Linked DNA regions of Rattus norvegicus: region 2 is linked to region 1. A link is a contact called in public Hi-C data. All regions are on one chromosome and are shown on one strand. The core of a region is the stretch at or near the end of the contact, and the rest is flanking DNA. Distances in the headings are between cores, read along the strand shown. Region 1 overlaps Prdm11 (PR/SET domain 11). Region 2 holds the start of Tp53i11 (tumor protein p53 inducible protein 11).

Region 1 (4,559 bases), core at 725-3,224:
CTTAGCCTGACTGGGCTTGGAAAAGGGGTAATGGCAGCTCAGAGTGTTCCTTCCCACCCTTTCTGGCACCCCAAGAGGATGGCTGCCATTTATAGAGCATGCTCAGGAAGCAGTAGGCTCCCACTGTGCCAGCATCAGGAAACCTACGGACCTGTGTAAATCAAGCATTCATGAGTAGGCCATGATGTGTCTGACCTCACAGCCCACCTCGCGGGGACAACAGGGCTAATGGCTTGCCCTTCATAATCCTGCTGAATCCTGCACCTACCGTTCCCTCTCATCTTCAGCCATCTGGCATCTAGCTCCCTGCAGTGGTTAGGATTCCAGCAAGGCCACAAGGTGGCCCCAAGCAACCTTGACAGTCCTTCCCTTGTGGAGACTGGTGCTCACAGAGAGCAGCTTAGCACCTCTTACAGGGTGACTCGGTCAGCTCTGCCATGCACCGTAGTGGGAGCCCCACTAGGAGCCCAGCCAGGGCCCCAGGGATTCAGCAAAGCAGACACCATTGTTTTTTTGAAGGTAGTGAAATATAATCAGGGTCATGAACCCTTAGACTGGCATGGCTGCCACTGGAGATGGGGCCTCCTTGGACTGGACTCCTTTCCTGGAATGTAGCTGCTTCTGTGGGAAGAAGGGAACCAGCTCCTGCTCATCCTTCTACCAATACTGGACCTCCATACCTCAGGGACTTAGAAGCTGGCATTTCTCTGTGTGTGGTGCCAGTACAGGCTAAGGGGTGTACAGCAGGGAGTTTCAGAGGCGAGCCTGTGACCCGGGCTGCCCCTTCGCCCTTTTGTAATCATCTGTCCTTCTCTCCTTGTACACTCCAAGATGATGAAGATGAGAAAGCTCCTGGGCCCTCACAGCAGCCTCTTCGGATGCCCCTGCTACGTTCTCCAGAGGAAGAGGCCCTCCTGGCCAGGCCCACACTGCTCTGTTCATCTTCCTCAGACCAGTCCAAGATGCTGGGCCCTAAGCCAGAGGTCCTGCCCCATCCCTCACTCCAGGCCCAGGCATGCAGGACCCCAGAGCCACATCCCAATTCACCCACCATGAGCCTGGACTGGCATCTCCTGCATGCCCGTGCCCATCAGACCGAAATGTTCCAGAAGTTCTGCCAGGAGCTGGTGACTGTGCACCAAGACATGGCTGACAGCATGCATGTTATCAGCCAGGCTATGGCTGAACTGAACAGCCGTGTTGGTCAGATGTGTAAGACACTTATGGAGATCCGAGATGCAGTTCAAGCATCTCAGCATGGGCCAAAAGGGGCAGCTCCCATTGACTGCACTTTCCAGGCTCAGGCATCCCTGCCGGACCCTACAGCAGCTTGCCCAGAACCAGCCCCAACACGGACTACCAGGTCTCGGAAGAGAAAGCACAATTTCTAACATGGCCAGTTTGCATAAGGAGAAGCAATGCCGGTGGTGTCTGGCCTTGAGATGGGGGAGTCCCTTGTGTCCAGAAACGAGACCGATGACCCTGGGGCACAGTCATCTCTTCACCTGATGCAGTACAGCTTCCTGTGCTTTAACAGAGTGGGTATACAGCCCACCCCCATATCTCAGGAAGATGCTCAAGACACAAGAAAAGCTGCCTGCTTGAATGCTTGCTTGGCCTAGAAGGTTGCTCTCCTCATGGCCTGTATCCTGTAGCCTACGGAACAGGCCTTGCTGGGGCAGGGGGGCAGCATCCAACAGAATCTTGCTTCCAACTCAGGGCTGCAGCAGAGCTAACCTCCCAGGTCCTGATTCTGCCCTGTTCCCAGGTGGCGCGGCCTGTGGGTGGGCGGGGCTGGCTCAGCTGGGTGGGTGGGGCTGGCTCAGCTGGGTGGGTGGGGCTGGCTCAGCTGGGTGGGCAGGGCCCTAGCCTTGGTCCTGCGCTTGCCAGACATTGCTCAGCTGCTGTGCTTGCCTTTTGTGGGAGGAAGGAGAATGGGCGTGTGAGGAGGGGAAAGAGATGATCTGGCATTCTTAGCATACTGTAAGCTTTTCCCCAGCCTGCACATGACAGGCCATCTCAGGGAGCTTTCTGAGCAGTGAGAAGGCAGCCAAGTCAGTCTTTGCAATCACTGATTACTGGTCATTCCAATCCTAGTCATGCATCTCAGGGTTCAGAAACAACACAGCCATGTAGTGGGGACCTGGCCAGCTTTCATCAAGAGGCCAGATGTGGAGTGCTAATAGATGGGGATCTTCTCCTCACCCAAGCCCTGCCTTAGCTTCCACAGTTGGAAGAGGGAACAAAAACAGCATGGGGATGATTCTGCCAGCCTGTGATGCCTTGAGTCTCACAGCCAGCGGTGGGAGGTCCCGGGCTCAGGCCTCGGGAGCCAGCAGGCACACTGTCCACTCACTGGCTCTGAATAAGGCCGAGACCAATGAGGCTGTGTCCAGTCCATCTCCCAGCATGCTTTGCCTCTGCTTGCTTAGGCTGTATGTTCACTTAGCCATACACACTTCTAGCTTTGTGTTTTGCTTAAGGGACATGGTCAGAGAGCTGGGTTCTTGAGTTAGGGAGGAGAAACTAAGCCAAAGGCTTCACTCTGACCTAGGTGCAGCTTTGTCCTCCCTCCCTGGCCTGAGGCCGACCCCAGCAGACCTTTCACACCCTTCCTTTCTTCCTGAGAAACTAAGTGGACCTGGAAGCCCACTGGACCCAGTGCCCACTGAGGCTGTTGCTGGAGTTGTTTATAAACACACACCATGCTTTGTCTTACATGAAATGATAAACGGATGGCTCCTGCTGTGTCCCTGGGCCCTGGGCTTCATTGCCCCAATTTGTGGTTCTTTGGTGGTTCCTGCCCCATCAAACTGCATATTGTCTTGTCCAGTAATAGCCTGGTGCCTGGATTGCCCATCTATGCTGGAACCCAAGATGGCCTTCTCAAATAATTTTGTTAAGATGACAATAAAATGAATCAGATGTCACACTTTGAACACAGCCAGGCTCCAGAATCTTTTTTTTTTTTTTTAGTGTGTATTCTCTTTCTTCATATCCCAAGGAGACCCCACAAGTCTCCAGAGCAGGGGTTAGACGCTTAATGGAAAGTGTGTGGCGACGAGGGTTCTGTGGTCCTTGCATATCCTGGATTCCATAGACTCCCCATGGGCACACCCAACCCCATGCTTGCCCTGCAAAGGAAAGACAGTGTAGGCCAAAGGCAGCTGAGCATCCACGGCTGCTAGGTCAACTTTTCTTTTGTCCTGCACATCAAAGGTGACATAATGTTCAGTGAGTTTAACCTTGTGCTCCCCAAAAGTGTTGCAGTTTCCAGGGAGTGAAATAGTTTCTGACTGGAGACTTGAGAGGCTCCTGGATGACCATTAGGGGCCATCCTGGGACACACCTCTGTAGTGGCTGCATCTCCACTGACCTAGGCAGCTGCCTGCAAAAGGTAAGGCCCTGCCTGCCAAGAATTCTCAGAGGGACTAGAGCGGCTTCCTCTTGCATTCACTAGAGTGTGCCCCACCACAGAGCTGTCTTCTGACCACTCACCAGCCTGGCTTACCTCCAGCTGTGGAGAGAGTTTCCTTGAGTCAGGAATCCCCAAATCATAGACTGTAGTGCCCTTTCCCAATAGTTCTTAGCTTCGGAATCCAGACCATTCTCTTCAGTTCCTGAATAAAATATGACCATGGAAATTAAGATGGCTGTTTGCAGGAGATATAGAGATCCCATGCCGCTGGCCTGGCTCTCCTCTGATGCCCACAATTTGTGAGACTGGTTGGCCTCCATTTCTGGCATTGGGGAAGAAGAGGCCAAATTGAAGGCTGTATACCAGAGACAAGGTCACAGTCCAGGGACAGCGGTCAGTTTGAGGTGGAAATGATTTCCATTTTGGTGTCTTGGTGACAGTGGGGACCAGGAGGCCAGAATATTCAATAGGAAAAAGAAATGACTGGGGAGCCTGTCCCAGCTTCCTCAAGGGAAGCCTTAAAAGGAAGCCACAGCATATGGGGAGCATATTTTACAGAGACTGGGCCACTGCATGGACACCAGAGCCCTAACCCAGTGACATCACAGAGACCAGCTCCTCTTGTCCAGTCTTCCCATTTTCCTCTTCCCGGGCAACTTCCTTTCTGGTGGAAAGCTATGTTGGCCAAGACCAGCGTGTGTCAGTCCCATTAAACAAAGTGGACGTCTCCATGGGCCATTCTCTTTCTTGAGTAGGAACCCGTAGTCATTTCCTGACCCAGATAGAAAATATGGTACACTTGATAAGACCCAGTGGGTGAGGCCTGAGAATTGTCTCCCGGTGCTTATCTGTCCGGTACCCAAGGCCAGTGCGGAGACAGGACTCAAAACAATGTGTTATCTTCTGGAAAGATTCAGTCCAGGACCCCTGCCCTCCCCACCACTGTCAGTCACCTTTCATTTACTTCTAGGGTGCCTGAGTCTGAACTGCCAGATGTGAACTCAGTCTCTGCAGGACAGCCTGGGCCCAAGCATTTAAGCATTTCCCACTCAGCTCTGTTTTCCCAACAAGGGAGGATGAGCTGGGAACTCAGATCCCCCTGTAGACAGCTGAGCTTGACCACAAGGAGGAGACAGTTCCC
Region 2 (4,104 bases), core at 823-3,322, 200 kb before region 1:
TGTTCTCCTGACTCCAGCTTTCTTTATGAGACAGGGTCTTCCTACATAGACCAGACTGGTCTGTAACTCAGACTCTTCCTGCCTCAGCCTTCAGGATACTGAGACAACTCCAAGGCACGGCACATGACCCAAATGACTTATTTATTATTAATTTGCCTCTTCTTGCTTAAGCCACAGTACTACCTAGAGCCTTGACAGCTTCCACAGGTGTGCAGGGACCTGTGGGACCCGTGCTGGCCAACTGCGACATCACTCTTTTATGGAGTACTCACAGACACTTGGGGCAGTAAGTGAGCACAGAGAAAAGCCAAGAATAATTCATGAAGACCCTGCCTCTAGCCAGGAGCCTCTGTCCTCTCTCTCCAGCAGATGGGGCTGTCACAAGTCCAGGCTGTGAGTTGGGATGAGAGGCACCCGTAAAGGTCCTGGACCCAGAAAGGTCAAAGTCAGGGACATCAAGTGGAGGCAGCCAGACTTGAGTCTTGAAGAAGAAAAGCTAAGGCAGAGAGCACTTAGGACAGAGGGGACTCTAGGTGAGGGCGCTGTTTGTACGAAGGCGACAACAGAAACCTGAAAAATATTCTGACTTCCCAACGATCCTACAGGATTTTTTTTTTTTTTTGCCTTGGACTGAGCCAGAGGCTGCCACTAAGGGGCAGGTGGTGTTCCTCCGGATTCTTCCAGGAACCCACCACAGTCCCCACGGCGGCAGGTGGCGGCCTTTCTCCAGGAGCCTCCACACGGGAGACACAACTGTGTAGGTGTTCCCGCAAGCCAGGGACGTCTATACTCCCACCAGGCCCCCATCCAGAAAGTTTGTTTAAAAGAAACGAAACAGGAAGTCCGTGCTGGGGGACTTTAAGGAGGCCTTGGTCATGTGTTTTGGGTCAAAGTGGGAGTGGGTCCTGGGCCTATCCCTGCTCCTCCACCTCACAGGCGGGAGGAGAAGCCCGCTCCATCCGGGATGCAAGAAGGCGGCGAGAGGGGAGCTGAAGCGAGCGGCCGGCCTCGAGGTGCCCCGAGGATGGTACGCGGAGTATTTTCTGCGCACTCTATGGGACCCCAATCCATCCTGCGCCAGGCAATGGCGCCACCCCTCACAGCTGACCGCGCGGTTTGGATGAGAGAGTTTCCCGGGTCCACCTGCAATACCCTCCGGACACCACCACCCCCGACTGGGGTCAGGCCCAACCACTTTTCCGCGCGCTCCTCTCCAGCAGGGACTCTGGAGTGTCACCGGCTTTGCCCCTTCCCCCTCTGATCTATCCTCATCTCCGTGCCGAGGACACTCCCCTACTTTGTGAGGCGGGAGTCGGCGACTCCTTCAGCCCGGGGCACCCACACAAAAGGTCTGGCCAGACTAGTAGACAGCAGGAACCCCTCCACCTTCTCCGCCCGCGTCCCCGTGGGGGCGAGGACCCGGAAACTCCCAAGTTTACACCGCGCAATCCTCGGGCTAAGAAACAAAGGCGGGAGGGGGGGCGGTGGCGACAAAGGGGGAGGGGACCGAGAACCAAGCGCGGAAGACAGAGACCCTGCGATAAAAGAAACTGCTTTACTCTCCGCTCTCTCTAGCTCCGAATCAAAGAGATAAAGCCCGGAGGAGGCCAAAGGCAAAAATAAACGGCCCCGGGGGAAGGAGGTGGCGGAGAAGAGAGCTGGGGGAGAGAGGGAAACCAAGTCAGTGCAAGGGGACAAACAAAAAAGGACGGAGGACAGTGCCACGAGGAGCTCAGCGGGGGTTCCGGGCGCCCGCCGACCCGCAGGTGCCAAGCTGTCCGGGCGCCCGGCTGTCGCTCGCAAGGTGCTCGCTGCCCCGGGCGGTTCCTAAGGCCCCCCGGCGTCCCCGGGCTGCGCTGCGCAGGCAGCGGCCGGCGCGGTGGCAGCGGCGGAGAAGTGTGAGGCTAGTGGCTGCCGGCAGTCGACTTACGGGGTGCTGCGCTCGCGGTGCTGGCGTGCCCAGCGGACGCTCCGGCCCGGGGAGTCTCACATCGCGGCGCCGCGCTGGGCAAGCAGGGCAGGGCAGGGCAGGGCAAGCTGGACTCAAGTCGCTGCCGGGCTCGCCCGAGTCTGGCGGCCCGCACTGGTCCCTCCTCTAGTGCCACGCACAAGCCAATGGCGCGCCGTCCCCTCCCACGCGCTGGGCTGCCTCGCCCCCGAGGTGGCCGGGGCGGGCACAGAGGGGTTGGGGGGGACGGACCCAGAGCTGCAACGGAGGGCCTACCGGGAGCCGCCTGCGGAGGGCGCACCCACGCTTGGCTAGGGGATCCCCGGGCAGGGACATCCTGCCGCTGCGCCACCCAGGACTTTGTCGGAAGTTCTGAAGACAGCGCCCCTTTCCTCCCGGACTGCAAACATACCCCTATGGATTTCTAAAACACCCATTCAAAGGCCTAGGCCGGTGTCTAAGATGGAAGGAAGGGAACCAGCTTTAGTCCGTAGCCGCCCCCACCCCCACCCCCGTGTAAAACAACACGGTTAACGGCAATCGTCACCGTTTACTAAAAACACTTTCAAGAATAAAATCTTAGGGTTCTCAACAGTCTAAGAGAATATATAGGACTAGTCCCAGTTCACAAAACTTTGAGTCATTCATACTTAGCCTAGAGCTGAAGATATTGGAAAATCTGTCACCTAGGCCACCCTTATCTCTCCAGTTTGGTGTAAATTCCAAATGACAAGAACTCTCACCCACTGAGACTTTCTACCTCAGTCAGTCGCTGTATCATGTGCTTCACGTGGCAGGGTTGGGTCAATCTGTGGCTTTAGAGTATTTTGTTGGTGGAATCAAACAGCCCATGCCAAGAGAGAGTACCAGGTGAGTCTTGAGGGGTCCTGAATGGTCTTCAGGAGTCTCTCAAACTAAAAAGACAGCACCTACAACCCCCATCCCATGTCTGGCTCTGGACTCCTTGGGAAACCCTTTATAGCAGTTGATTGCCCAGGGCCCTGCTTCCTGCTGAGAGCAACCTCTGGATCTTGCCTTCTGGCCTGATGGGAGATAATCTCAGCAGACTTGGAAGGAGGGTGGGGATGGAGAGAAGCAAGACTGAAGGTTAAGAACTGGGGCAGAGACAGAGAGTGGCTGCCGCTTACCCTGACCCAACTAAGTGTGCCTCTGGCTCCTGAGTTAAGCTTTGCTTTTCTGCTCCAGGCTACAGAACAAGAATACCCGGATTCAAATCCTGGCTCTGTCTTTTAGCTTAGCCCTATGTAAGTTACCTAACCTCTCCAAGCCTTGCCTCCTAACCTACAAAGGGGTGTGAATTTATAACATGAAGTGCCCTGTGGCTGTTGCTAGGATTTCCAGTTAGAGCAGCAAGCCATGTTAACCAAGCCTGACCATGTGTGAGGGACCAACCTACCAGGCAGGCTTCATGGCCCTTGAAATGCAAGAAGTAAACAGAACAGTGCCTGGTGCATAGCAAGCCAGCTCTCAGTGGCTGTTAGCCTCCTGATTACCAAGGCAACTAAACTCCCTTCCCACAGTGCCACCCGCTTTTGCTGAACACCTGGCTAGTGATGACCAGTTAATGAATGAATCACTCAGACAGTCACGTCTGGATCAGGCCTGCCTCGAGGTGTGTGGAGTGAAGTGCACATCCAAGCCTCCTGTCCTTGACCGAGAGCTTCATCGAGGCCTGGTTCAGTCTCGCCTCTGGACAGAGATGGGATAACAGATTCATTGTTGCACTACGGTCATACAGGGCTCCTGGCTGTGTCAGTGGAACTTAGAGACACCTCCCAGTGTTTCCCCAGAAGCAAGACCTGAGGGTAGTGACTCAAGCTTCTTCAAAGAAGAGGCTGTATTAGAAGTAGTGATCTCACTGTCATTAGCAGCACGCAAGTGGAGCCAAGCAGGGTCACCAGTGGCAGGACTTATACTTTCAATGGTGCTCCGTGTAGACCGCGCCTATAAGCTCTGTGTATCTGTGTGCTGGGGTTTCTATCAGGAGGTGAGAACCCCACAATGCTTTGCCAAGAAAGTATAGCTATCCAGATGGGCCCTGTGTGCTGGAAAAGTGCTGAGTCCTGGGGCCTTGGAGTTGACAGAAGGGCATCCCTGTTCTCAGAGGACTCCCACCCTGTTGGGAGGACAGATAT

What was found. A called contact is a pair of places that touch in the nucleus more often than the background predicts.
Region 2: a Hi-C map of psoas muscle shows a contact between it and region 1, with 2.3 times the contacts expected there. The contact joins the promoter of Tp53i11 here to the enhancer-like site in region 1. A contact is called at or near these places in 4 of 12 Hi-C or Micro-C datasets (the A7r5 cell line, mammary epithelial cells, prefrontal cortex and 1 more).

What each region holds. Positions count from the first base shown.
Region 1 is chr3:99,398,681-99,403,239 of GRCr8, reverse strand. The region is part of intron 5 of Prdm11 (PR/SET domain 11); the gene reads left to right. It overlaps LOC134486127 (a long non-coding RNA gene), which reads right to left. Exons shown (of 3, transcript XR_010064857.1): 2 at 3,512-3,620; 3 at 2,934-3,134. Among named protein-coding and RNA genes, the nearest start is that of Prdm11, 59 kb to the left of the region's middle. Within about 2 kb of position 1,974, at least 20 of the 93 cell types and tissues checked have an H3K27ac peak or open chromatin away from gene starts, as enhancers often do.
Region 2 is chr3:99,598,268-99,602,371 of GRCr8, reverse strand. Tp53i11 (tumor protein p53 inducible protein 11) reads right to left here and starts at 2,072. Exons shown (of 8, transcript NM_001107749.2): 1 at 1,931-2,072.